2 separate regions of the Drosophila melanogaster genome follow, and region 2 is linked to region 1. Evidence: chromatin contacts called from public HiChIP or PLAC-seq data. All regions are on one chromosome and are shown on one strand. Each heading gives the region's core, a stretch centred on a gene start, on an enhancer-like site or on the middle of the called end of the contact. The rest is flanking DNA. Distances are from core to core; before and after follow the strand shown. Region 1 holds the start of lncRNA:CR44191 (long non-coding RNA:CR44191). Region 2 holds the start of dnt (doughnut on 2).

Region 1 (6,794 bases), core at 1,196-3,695:
CTCGTCCCTGACAATTTCTAGGGCTGGAAATTCGTAATCTTCCACCCTAGTTCCTCTTTTGATAGTTTTATCGAACTCCATATCCACGGGGATATCGAAGAATCGCGAGGTCACTTCTGGCAGGTTGCTGTTCGGTTTATTTTCTTCAATTTTACTATCTTCGTTTGATTTATTTTTGTTCTTTTTATTGTTTGGAATTTTAATATCATCACGGTCATATTTTTCATATTCTAAATCCATGTCTTTGATTTTATCTTCATCTTTATATTTTTCTTTGTGTTTTTGTTGCTTTTTTTCTTTGCCCTTTTCTGGAAATTGATCCTTTCCTCTGTTTTTGTCTTCCTTTTGTTTTCCAGTTTCATGTTCCTTGTTAACTTCTTTTTCTTTCCCCTTTCCTTTTTCTCTTTCTTTTTCAATTCCTCTTTCCCTTTCTTTTTCTTCTTGCTTTCCCTTTTCTTCCCTTTCTTGTTCTCGTTCCATTGGCTTATCCTTTTCATGTGGTCTTTCCCTTTCTTTAAATTTTTCTATTTCCTGTTCCTTTCCAAGTTCTTTTTCCTTGTTATTTTCATTTTCTATTTCGTTTTCTTCTTCTTCCTTTTCTCTTTCTTTTCTTTCGCCTTCTTCTTTTTCTCTTGGTCTTTCAATTCCTTTATAATTTTCTTTATCTCTTTCCCTTGCTTTTTCCTTTCCTTTTCCCGTTTCCTTGTTCTTTTCTTTCTTTTTCTTTACCTTTTCTCTCTTCTTTTCTGTTTCTTTATCCTTGCCTTTTTTCTTTTCTTTCGCCTTTTCCCTTTTTTTCTTTTCTCGTTCTTTTTCTTTGTCCTCTTTATTCTTGTATCTATCCTGATTTTTATATTTATTTTCTTCTTGATTAAAATTTACGACCTTGTCTTTATTTTTATCGTTGTTTTGATCACCATCATTATCATTTTCCTTAATTGAAACTCTTGGCTTATCTTTATTAACGAATTGATTTTTATCCTTGTCATTTTCTTTGTCCCCTCTATCTCCGTTTCCATCATCTCGCACTATAGTTACTTTATCTTCCTCTCCTGGTTCGCGATTTCCGTGTCCAATTGGATTACCTGGATCGCCCGAAGACTTTGTGGGCCTACTGGGTCCTTTGGGTATTTGACTGTCACCTCCTCCTTGATTATCCTTTCCATGGGATCTTTTCGGCTTACAGCACTTCTCATAGGGCTCGCAAAGCGGATCTGGAGAAGGCTTTGGCTCAAAGCACTTAATGATTCTACTATACAGCTGATCGTAGTTCAGTGGTTCCGGACTCTTGTGTTCATCTTTCCCTTGCGGACAATGCCGAAACTCATTGTTATTGGGATTAGGATCCAGCTTGCGCTTGGCCCACTCGTACTGGGTGCACCCATGGCGAGGCTCCAAGCCATCCGGGGGGCAGTACCACTGGGGATGGCGCAGACCACGTGGGTCTTTTTTTCTTGCTGGCTCAATGTTAGAAACTTGATGTCTGGAAATGCCGGTGTACATCTGGCGTGCCACTCTAGTGGAATCGTGAGGAACTTGATTATGATCAGTGCAGTATAGCGTCCCGAAAGCCTGTCGCGGATCCAGTTGCTGTTGAACGTGGGGAATCTGCTGTAGATCAGACTGCAATGCGTGGCGGTTTAAGACAAAAGGCTTGCAAATCTGAGGGGTACGGTTCTTTTGCGCTAACGTATCCCTTGGGGATGGCTTTTTATCCTGTTTAGGGATCCTCCGCTGAGTGCCGCCGCCGTTGACCTTGACCAAGCAGGCGGCCACCACCTGGTTGAACACCACCGACTCGGGCTGGTGGGTGGGCGATCCTACGCCATAGAAGCCCAACGTGTCCTTGTGAGGACTTTGCTGCCAAGCGAGCAGCACGTCGTCTTTGACCATGTCGTAGGGTCGCCCACTGCCATCGGCCTCGAGGGTGTTGGCCAACCGTGTGGTGGCCTCGTTCTTGTTGGGGTCGCAATGTGGCTTTCCTTTTCGGATCGAGGGATACGTCTCCGCTCGTTGGGAGCGGTTGTCCTGCCGGTCGTGCCTTCCGAGCTGTGGTGGATCGTTTTCTCGGCCAGCAGAGCGACGCCGCTGCAACGCCTTCCTGCGCATTTACGATGGGATCGGATTGGACCACTCTTAATTTTCATTTACTAATAAAATTTTGTCGTTATTTATATTTTTACGCCAAATTTGAGGACTTCCTGAGAGTTGAGAGTTTTAGCAAGGTCTCAGAGATTAAACGTTGATACATACGTGCCGATTACATTCATTAACTGTAAAAGTGGCTCAGGACTTGAATTGGTAGCCAAATAGAACATTCGACCCAATGCTTAAATCCAGTAACGAGTACGAACTTCTATCATTTTTAAAACGGGACCTGCCCAGAGAATGCCATGCGTTTGCAGCCATCCAAATGAACCTCAATTAAAGTTTGCACACTTTGGTTTTTTGGCCCAGTTTTAGGCCACAATGCTGCCCCAATCGAGCCATGTTGGCCATACAATTTCCCAGCCTTTGCCACATAAATTCGCACACGAAAGAGTCTGACAAGGCTGTGCTATTTATGGAGCATTTCCTGTTCAAGCAAAAAGGCACAAAATGCCCAACTCAGCTGCTTTTAGCACTGGTGGTTGGAAGTGAATAAAGTACACTAACACACACACAAGCACACACAGAGGGGCATAAATCCAAAATTGTCTTTTGTCGCATAAATATTTTACTTTGGGCATTTGGAGCGTCCTGGCGACCAGAGAAGCAGAAGCAAGGACATGGACAATAGGCCAAGCTGGAATAGGACATGAAACGACATTATTTCTTATTATTAGAACAGCGCAAATAAATGAGACTCGGAAGGCGGGTGGCGGACGGATTTCCCCACGATGGCACTTTGTTTGTCCTGCCAGCACCGCAATTCCCACATGTCTGTCTTCATAAATGCTTTATCTGCGGCTGGCACACACACACTCTGGGTGGCTCAGTGTGTTGGCTTTTGTAATTATGTGCATATAATAAAGTTGACCTAAATAAAAATAAGCGCCGACTTTAGCGCGCTAAACAAAGGCCATGCACACGGGGGACAATGAGGGGGAAATATTGGCCATAACTACAATGGTCATATTGTGTAGCAATACTGTGTGATCCGAGCAGTTCATTAAATGATAAGCCATCGCCATCTGGACAACAATTGAGGGATCAGGCGATGCAATTTCAGGCCGCTTCGAGAAACAATCACTGGTAATTGGGGCTTTAAGCGGCGCGTGCTGCGCAGTCATGCAGCATCACATGTAAATAATCATAATTGATGAAGGAGTTGAGTGAGTGGAGGAATTTACGCTCCTTTCACGCCCTGGGCATCTGCACAGAGACATGTCTGCTTGGCGAATTTATTGCCCCAATATATTAGAGACCCTTCGCGCTTTCTCGCCAGAAATAAATTCATAAATTCATAAATTCAGCATAAAATGGCAGCACTCGCATATGCTCACTCCGTTCGCGAATTTGATTCCCTTTCTGCTGAATGTGCTTCGGCGTTATCCATTAAATGCGATGAATCAACTGTTGGCCACCATAAACAATCTTTGACTCAGTCTCTGGCACTTTCTTCTCTCTCGCGCTCTGCGCTCGCTTCTGCCATAAAACGTCAGCTGGCGGAAGCGGAAATTTATGCTCGCCATTTTGCAGCGGACATGTTTGTATTTGCCTCGCCATAAGTGTGACTGTGCGTCTGTGTGTGTGAGTGCCCTCGTCAGCGTGTGTGCGTGTGCGTATATTTGACTTCCTGTTGACGTGTTGAAGATGGCCGGCGATGCCGAGTCGACCACTAAAAAGTCGGTAACGCTTCCCAAATGGCGTGGAAATATCCGTAAGACCTCTTTTGGAGCAAACAGACTTCCATTTCGATCAAACCTTATCGTTTAGTTAAGCTTAATAACTTAATTCACATTCAAATGCCCATATCAACCTCAAAAGTGGTTCTGAAGATTTTAAAACCCTGAGTGTAAATGCAATAAGCTGTTAAATTTATGCATATTTATGAGTTCTGATTTAGCAGCTTAAAAGCCTAGCTATATCTTTTAAATTGCAAAAAAAACTACTATTCTAATTTAATCAATCTTTTATGAAGATTCCTATGCTTTATTCCGCGGCAATGATTGCAAGTGAATTGCAGTTTTAGACCAATTTCTTGTCTTCTTTTCCAGTCAGTTCCGTTTGACATTGTGCATTTTCCAAAAATGTGGCCAATAAAAATGGCAACTACTTGGGGAAAATGTCAAAGGAGGCAAATGGTAACAAACAAAGGCTGAACCAGAGGCAGATGAGGGAAATATTACGAAAAAAGCATCAGAGAAAAGAAGACAAGATAATTGATTGTTTGATTCAATCGCAAAGTCAAATGCTTTTTTTGAAGCTGGTACAAAATGGTTTTTGGATGATTGCGTAAGCGACAAAGGAAACGCACCGAGCATTGAAAATTGGTTACAAATTCTGATTAGAAGCGCCAGCAAAACAGACCGAGGTAAAACCAGGCCAAAAAGGAAATAAATACAAGCAGAAGACAAATTCACTCACTTGCCCGGTGGGCGTGGCAGTTGTACAAATTGAATTGTATTCGGTTCGAGGGCATTGATAAGACAAAGCAATCAGTCAGTCAGTCAGTCAGTCAGTTAGGATGTTTGAAAACTGCCCGACATGAAGGTTTTTGCTTTTGAAACAGAACGGGAAAAACGAATGTAGATGCTCCGCAACGGATGGTATAATTGGTTAAGTGATCGATTAGAAGTGTAAAATGAATTATATGATACGGATGTAAAAAGAAATTCCAGAAGAACTTTAAACAAAGTTAGCTTGAAAAAGTGGTAAAGTACCTTAACAAAACTTCATCACGAATAGATGTGCTTTAAGGTATTGAAAAAGTGTCTAAAAAAGCAGAATGATTATCGAGTTTAACAACAAACTGTTATACATAACTACAAAATATTAACCATTAAATATTTGCTTGCCAAGTAATACTTACTGAGGTAAAATTGAACTCCAATGCTATTTATTAGCTCCTCTGCCACGTAAAGTTGTTTTTATTGATGCATTAAATTTAATGTAAGCCAACATATCCCCACGAACGATAAATGCTCAACGCACTTGCTTTTCCGCTCGATATAGCAGCACATATCATTCACACAATTTGGCCCATACTCGAAAACATTACTTGTGGGCCAGAATAAAGAGCAAACCGAACTGAAACCGCATTTGCATTACATTTCATCATTTCGCCAATTTTGAGTTCTCAATCAATTTGCCGCAAAAAGTATTCGTTCATTCGCAATTTTGCATTTTGCCAATTACAGTATAGCTGATTGGATTGTTGCCAATCTTTTTCCGATTGTTTTTACCCACTTTTTATTTTCCGCACTGCCTGCGCATGTGTGTCTGTTCCATGTAAAGTGTCTGTTCGGCACTTCCCTGGCATTCCAGGGCAACTCAATTAAATCGAACTGCAATCATATTCACCTGCATCCGTTTCCGCTTCGAAGACCCATGCTCAAAGCTCCATGCTCCACACTGGCTGACTGGAAATGTATCTTTAAAATTCGAATTCATATTACAGATTACAAATTCGCAGCATGTTTGTCATTCCGCAGTTTTGTTGGCGTTTCTGCTGCTGCTGCTGCTGTTGCCAATTTTCGGTTGTTTTATTTATTTTTTCTGGAAATCCCCACGACCCCCCCCCCCCCGTGGTCATCCATGGGTTTTTCGCTTTTTTGGTCCAGTACGGCCATTTTTAATTGCGCGGCATTGTTGCTGGTTTCGCTGGGTGTTCTTTATATACATATAGATTTCGTTCCGACGTCCGACTGATGTTTGTGTACGTACGCCGTCCTTTATTTGATTTCAGTTTCATTTCGAAAATTTGTAATGCGCCTCGTGTAGCGACGGATCCTGCTCCGTGCCTGCTCCGCCGTCTGCCCGACGAAGGATAATGAAACTATGCGCTTGTCGCCATTTCGTTTGTTTTACACTCCACCCCGCACCAAAAGTGCCCACCCACTGAGAAAAAGCGGGCTAAAGTGCGCCCTCGGCCTTAACAGCAAGACTCCGTGATTGGCACCAGTTGCCCACATGCCCCGCTAGCCGAGTGTCCACTGTACGTGGTTTCGCTGCCTCGCTTCGCTCACGCTGTCATCCTCATCAGATGGAGCAGCTGGATTCGCTGGGATGGGTATTAGTTGGCTCCCACTGCTGCGGTCCGCCTGGTGGCATTTCAATTTCAATTTTAATGTCGGCTACAAAAAGGCGCAAATAAAACGTACGAAATCATCATTCCTCACTATTTGCTCAAGGTGCTCCACCAGCCAAGGTGGCAAGGGCATCAGGGGATTATCGAAAAATTGCAGGATATATCTGTGAAATTGGTTCACCAAGAAAATGCCCCATGAGTGGAAGCCGTTCAGAGCAAAGTATAACACAAAGACAGGGAACTCTGTTTGGTTAAAGCAAACTAAAGTAATACTTACCACAAAGCTTGATTAAATATAATATAAAACATTTATTATTTAAAAGTATAGAATAATTTCAAAAATTTATCAATTTTAGGAATTAATATTTTTATTGGCTAACAATTTCCATAGATTTTCAACGTCCAAAGCCAATTTAATATTTATGAAGCCGATATGTTTGGCTACACTTCATGAAACAGTGTTGGACCTCATTTATAAATCTGTCACAACAAATTGTTTTTCGAAAGACGAGGGAAACTGGTGGGAATAACCGCAGGGGGACGTTGATTTGGAAAATAGAAT
Region 2 (6,794 bases), core at 1,178-3,677, 100 kb after region 1:
TTATTTCTGAGGAATATGATCGGAATCGAAATCGGAATAATGCTGCACATGTATGACATGAGTGAGACCGATATTATACGACGATGATGATTCGATCGAGAGCCCAGCCCATTCTGCCGCATCGTATTTCATTGACTGTCAGATGCCAGGGACTTTATGACTCAAACTTTTTTAGCGTTGAACTTGCCGGGACCCCTGCAGTCGGGATAGTATGAAAAAAAAAAAAAAATAAAATAAAAGGATACCGAGTTGTTGCGATCATCGGCGGCTATAAATTTTGCGTAAATGGAAATGAATTTTATTTAAGCCGAGAACTTTGACTAAAGACCGCGCAGACAACCCCCACCCCCCACTTCAGCCCGAAAACCCCTTTTAGCGCACACAAATCAAATGCAAATTATGCAGCTTAATTGATTTATGGTCCACGGAATGGGGAGTATAAAGCATTTGCGCTTTTCTTTATGCACGAATATCCTACGCAAGTCTGCGAAACTTTTCGACTTTGTCTTAATTACCCCGTAGATACATGTATGTATGTATCTGCAATTTGCAGCGCTTTGCCGGCAACTGCAGCCCACAGTCTGCGGAATATTCTGCATACTTGATTTCACGCCCCCAAAATCGCAAATCCGAAATGCATACGCAAAATTATGCGCATCGTCATCGTCGTCAGCAAATCTGCCCCCACACACATGGTTGCCAGAGATAAAGAAAACTTCGATTTAACAAGGCGCGTTGCAGGCCAAAATCTGCTGCTGCTGCTGCGGCTGCAACAGCAACAACTGCCAAGTGGGCGACTTGTCATGCAAAGTACTGCCAAAAATACAGTGAGCCCTCCGAGGAGGCACAGTGGAATTAACACACATATTTTCTGCAATCAGCGAGCTTACTTAAAGGCCAACAAATACTACTCAGGTAATACAGATATGTCTTCATCTACCAGATATAAGATACTTTCTAAAAGTGTCCACATAGAAGGTACAAACGAATTCAATAAGTTAGTACTATTTGTATTAATATTTTAAAGTTGATTCAAAATATTAGAATAACTCATATGAACTCTTATGTTCTATGTGTTTTGCGAGTGTTATTCGTGGAATAAGTTAAATGCACCCCACTGTGCATTCTTCCGCCCCGCACAGCTGATGCCCCGCCCACCACCACCCTTCTCTTCAACTGCTCCTTCGCAGTCACGTTTTCGTTGTTGTTGCCCTTTTGTTGTCGCCTTTGCGTTGTCATCTCGTTTGCATGTTGCCATCTCCCTCCTTCGCCCTTCTCACTCTCTCGACAAGCTCTCTCGCTACTTATTGTTTTTGGGGAGCCAAGGAATTTGAGTTCCAAGAAATATTCAAAAATATTCTCCACCAAGGGAGATAAATTGAATGAATGCAGCATGTAGATTTTCAGACTTTGTTGTTGCCTTTATATTTTGGCGTGTCTGCTGCTTCCTATTCCTTTTTTTTTGTTTTTTTTTTGTTTTATACCAAGCGTAAAATTTCCTAACGAAGCAAGCGAAAGCTGGTTGTTGCTGCTGTTGTTGTGGGCGGTTTGTTTATTTGTTTTACTGTTTAACAACACCTGCGGCATGCGCAAGAGCGAGAGAGAGAGAGAGAGACAGCGAGAGGGAGCATCTAAATTAAGCCCAAAGCAAACAAATAAACATAATTTTAAAAGGAAGTGCGCTTTCTTCGACGAATAAGTGAATGAAAAACTAATGCTGTCTTTTTAATTGGTTGACACAAATTACTCAACTGTTTATTTTAGAGGGAGAATACAAAAAAGAGAAATCAATAACAAAGGGCGCGACACAGGTCAAGAAAAAACACTGGGAAAAGGGGTTGAAAGAGGTCGAAACTCACCTAATAAACGCATTACTTCCACGGGATTTAGGAAAACATTCAAATGTGCAGCCACTTCGCTGCCCGAGTGCAGTTGTAGCGCTGCCAGCGCCAGCAGCGAAAGCACCCACATTTTCCGGCTCATTTTCACCGTACAATTTCTTGTGGATGCGCTTTTACCGCATTTATTCACAGATTCCATCAGATATTCTGTTCCGTTTGCCAGTTTTTGCACTCTTATCACACACGGCTATTCGTAAACAATCTCGAACGAATGACCAGCACAAAAGCGAATCCAAAGTCGCGGGGGTGGGGGGAGAGAGAGACACGGACGCCGCGAGAGAGAAAGAGCGAGAGTGCGAGTGCGACGGCGTCGTTTTAGCACCAAAATTTCATTAAAAGCATTGTTTAACCGGGCAATTCACTTTATTTTGGTCTTATAAATAACAATTCGACTATTTTTTCACGCACATTTCATTTTAAACGTTGTTTCCGCGGGTTTTCTTCAGTTTATGACTGTTTTAGCTGTCTGGCAGCTGCTTGTTAATAATTTTTCAACTTTTCCCGGCCGAGTTCGAAACCAAACTGTCCAACAAATCTGACCCGCTCTCCTCTCTCGACGAACACGTTCGCTTCGAACATCGACGTCATAGCTAGAAATCCCTTCCAACCGAATTTTAAATCTCGATGTTACAGAATTCGACTTTTGATTAGTATCATATCTCACAAGTCTTTGGATCTGAACCATTTTTAAAACTACTTAACTACTATTACTATACTATATACTATTTTTGTTTTACAAACAAATTTACATAATTTCACATACATATTTATTAAATTTAAAAACTCAAAGTAGAATTTCCGTCGAGTTCGACCTTTGATGACAACTTCTTGGTATTAATTCTTAGATACAGCGTGGCCAATTTAGGATTTTTGTAACTTCATCTGACCGTCTTAAATAATAAATGCTGTGAGTCTAAATACTTATTTTATCGTATTTACATATATCATTTCTTTTCCAGCTTTATAATTTAGCTACCGTCAACATTTTTTAGCTATTTTTAACTGTTTAACTGAAGAGTTGGCAACACTGCTCAGAACTTGTTTACACCAGATGTTCGAACATGCGAATGCCCGTAGAAAATGAAAAGAGCTGACTGAACAAAGCACCACCTGCCGGCGGTTGCATGCAAATGGATAAGTTACATGTTGCATGTGGATCGCAAACAAAGTTGCAAATAGGATTACCACCGAAAACATATACATACATATGCATGGCTAGAAAATACCTATAGACAATAAAAAAATAAATGATCCGCAAGATATGCATTTAAGAAATAAAATAAAATAATGATAATTTAAGAATAATTTCTTATAAGGATTTTTAGCATTTATTGTATAAATTCATGAAGTAGCCAGAACAGGAACCCAGAAAGGCCCAAAAATGTATGCAATACTAAGAAGAAAGAGTATTAAAGCTTGGAAGTTGATAATTAAAACGCAGAGAAGCATTCGTTTGCCACATTTTCGAAAAATTAACTAATGCAAATTTATGATTTTTGCAAATAAATTTTTTAAAAAAAGTGATTATTAATGTAGAGCTTATGTTTTGCGTGATCTTGAACTAGTTCAAAAAACGGCCTTATCAGCAAAAAAAAATTAAATCAAGCGCTTTATGATAACACCCCGCTTACACTGATAACGCATGGCGATAACGCCGACTGATGCCAACTGCCGGCAGTTTTATTTGAGCACAATGCCGAATCGCGCGACGCGGAAGAAATATCGCCGGATTCGACTCCACATTTTCCTGGCATTATCCCTATGGTTCCTGATCGAGGCTCATCCCGTCGAAGGAACACGGTGCAGGAATCCCTATGAGAGGGTACGGGAAAACTATTGCTACTTCGTTGCTGACGAGGAACCGCTGGTGAGAGAGACATAAAGAAGCCTCTACTTCCGAAGTCACGATTAACTTACTAGTGTAGCTTAAATTAAGTTGAGTTCTGCATGTAAGCAAGGGGAATTCGCTAATTGTATCCGCTGTTATCAGCGAGAAGAAGCCAACGAACATCAAACATATGTACTTATGGGTGTATAAATAAACGGACGATGACGCTCTTTGTCGAGTTTTGTTCGACCTAACCGACTTGAATATGCTCTGCACTAAGGTCAACAAATAAAAAAAAAACTCGTACTTAATATAAGTTTAGGTACACAGTAAACACCAAACAATTTTGATTTTAAAAGATATCTATCTATGTCTATCTATATATATATATCCTTAGATTATAAAATATAATTCTAGAGTAATAATATTTTTATCTTATCTACAGCACACATCGTTCCATAACTTTTGCTATCAGGACAAGCGCACCTCACGAGTTTGCCTGGATAGTGACGAGGAAATGCGCGTTCTGGCCCATCACCTGGCCAACTTGGGCTACCCGAACGGCACGCAGTTCTGGAGCGCCGGGCATCGATGGCCGGGTGATAACCGCTTCTACTGGAACTACTTTGGCAGAGCCCGACCGCTCAACTACTCCAACTGGGCGGTGGACGAGCCGACGCCCCAAATGGGCCGCAATTGCCTGATCCTCACTCTCCAGGGTGGAGAACTCATCATGAGCAGTGAGTCCTGCTACACCCGAGCGGTCGATATCTGCGAACAGACGCTGAACGGCACGGATTCCCGTCCCGTAATCCACTGATCGCCAGATATTTATGTATCTCAATATCTACTAAAGTACCTAGCAAAACAAAACCCAAATATTCGATTTCTATTATCTTTTTTTTTTTTAATGTGACTCTCAATAAATAATATTTTTCTTAAAGTATAAGCAAGAAAGAATTTATCTAAGATTTTCGGATGGATTGGATGCTCCGCGATAAACTAATTAAAAGAATGTTAGTCAGATTAAACCAATTTCTTGGCCACAAAGAAGAGCAATCCAGAGTTTGATAAGCAGGAACTTGTGATAGGCGTGAAAAAATGTGGCAGAAAAATAGCGTTTGTCTTCGAGCTTAAATATATGAGAAAATTAATATGAATTACCTTGGCTAGGCGCTTTTACGATTACTCAAAAGCATGTAAAGATAGATAGAACTTCTCACGTTATTTCATGTTCAAACTGATTAGTTTTACACCTGCTACACAAAGTTGCCGCGGGCACCCAACTTCTCTACTTACATACACTTATTTGCGCTGAGCAAGGGAATTTATGGCGTTGTCAAACAAGTACTTAATTTAATAATTCAACATTTTGCCAGGACCCTGTGCCCGCAGCCACTGGAGAGTCTGCAGTTTCTGGCATGTAATACAAATAAATTTCGACTAAACGCTTTTAAACAGTCACAGACAATGCGTCGTCGCGTCGTCTGGAGGCGTTGGGGGCGGGGCTGGTGTGGCTGGTGTGGCGAAAGGATGGGGCATCCCCAGACCGGAAGTGACGACAGCAGTGGCAAAATGGCAACATTCTGGCCGGAATGGCTGCGGCAATTAACTCAAATTGATAATGACAACGGAAAAGTTGTAGGCACCTGAGGTGTCGCGACTCGCTCGGAGTGTGGGCGATGCTATATTAGGGGGCGTGGCGGATCGGATCGGCGGTGACGTGATTTCATTTTGAGTGCATCCAAAACGGCGACACATTTCGACACGTCCTTTGACAACGCCCTTTGGCGTAATTAAAACGAAATAATTTTCGACAAGTTTGGTTTGCTTCGACTTGGCTTTTTTGCCTGCCCTTAACTTGGCTTACTCATCGAATCGAGGCACGTATATTGAGTCTGTCATATGGCTGGCAATCCTCGCGCTCCTTATCAGGAAGCTGAGCGTACACTAAAAGAAAAATGGACTTATATAACAAAGCTATCGAAGAGTATGCAGCAGAGTATTTCTAGTAACTGATCTTCTATCATTGCACACTTTTAAACAGATAGACCAAGACTTTATTTATTTGTCTTAAGCTTTTGCTTAATTAGCTTTTCTCAGTGTATTTCAACTCGCTCTAGCCGGTAACGTTCATGTTGGAATTTTTATTTAATTTGCTTCAGCTGTCGTGGGACTTCAGCTTCCTTCTCCTGGCTTATTGTTGTCCTCGGAGTTTTCTGCATTGTTTGAAATTAATTTCACTTGTCGTACATTGAACCAGAATCAGAGGGGCGGCCCAGGCCCCCGTTTTACCGCCTCCAGCAACGACGCCCATGTCAAACGATGTGTGCGTGTGCCATTGTCAATGCCGCTTTGGCACTGCATAAGTTAAAGGACATTTGTGGTGTGGTGGGGGGGGGGGGGGGTTGGTAGATGGCTAAACGGAGGAGCAGCAAAGTTGGCAAGCCAAACTCTGTTGAGGATGGGCTGTGGAAATGCTGGCTCGGATGCACTCCATTCGGCAATCGGTTGCCAAATCAACGCGCTAATCACGTTGGCAGCAGGCAGCAGTCAGCAATGCATTTTCCAGCTAACTGACGGACGGAGTGATGTCAACAGCTCGTCCCCGTATGTCCGAGTCCGAGTCCTCCTTTTTTTTCTTTTGGACCACCCTCGGGGTCTGCGAGTCCTGACTTCCGTTTTTTTTTTTTGCGCTTCCATCCAGGCGCCTTCTGGCCCAAACTGTAGGGCCAGCTGACAGCAACAGCTAACTTATGTGGCCGAGAACCAGAGTCAAATGCACTGCTATCGGCCATATCCCGGTCCCAGGATCCATCCGCGCTTCTTGTCATTAATCACTGACAATAATGAACTTCCGCCTTTTCCAGCATGCAGGGCGACTTTCCTCGATCTCCGCCAATGCACTGGGAAAAGATTTTGGCTTACTTGGCACAAACCTGATTACAGATTAGGAAAATGAACAAAAGTAGATTCTTCAAAGTAATGTGCATATCAACTCTACTTCGACAGAATTTGTTGACTAAATTCTACATTATACTTCTTCTGAACTTTTGGATTTTGGC

What was found. HiChIP or PLAC-seq counts read pairs in DNA pulled down with a chosen protein or histone mark.
Region 2: a contact with region 1 is called in a Psq HiChIP or PLAC-seq map of the Kc167 cell line, with 4 times the contacts expected there. The contact joins the promoter of dnt here to the promoter of lncRNA:CR44191 in region 1. A contact is called at or near these places in 4 of 107 Hi-C or Micro-C datasets (the Clone 8 cell line, the S2 cell line, brain and 1 more) and 1 of 6 datasets of contacts at active chromatin or transcription factors (the Kc167 cell line).

What each region holds. Positions count from the first base shown.
Region 1 is chr2L:19,260,025-19,266,818 of dm6, forward strand. It overlaps lncRNA:CR44191 (long non-coding RNA:CR44191), which reads left to right and starts at 2,446. Exons shown (of 1, transcript NR_073805.1): 1 at 2,446-3,033. CG31797 reads right to left here and starts at 2,216. Exons shown (of 1, transcript NM_165285.4): 1 at 1-2,216. The coding sequence starts at 2,109.
Region 2 is chr2L:19,360,800-19,367,593 of dm6, forward strand. It overlaps dnt (doughnut on 2), which reads right to left and starts at 2,428. Exons shown (of 4, transcript NM_001273638.1): 1 at 1,860-2,428. The coding sequence starts at 2,040. It overlaps CG13086, which reads left to right and starts at 3,576. Exons shown (of 2, transcript NM_001273639.1): 1 at 3,576-3,768; 2 at 4,175-4,671. The coding sequence starts at 3,595. The coding sequence ends at 4,549.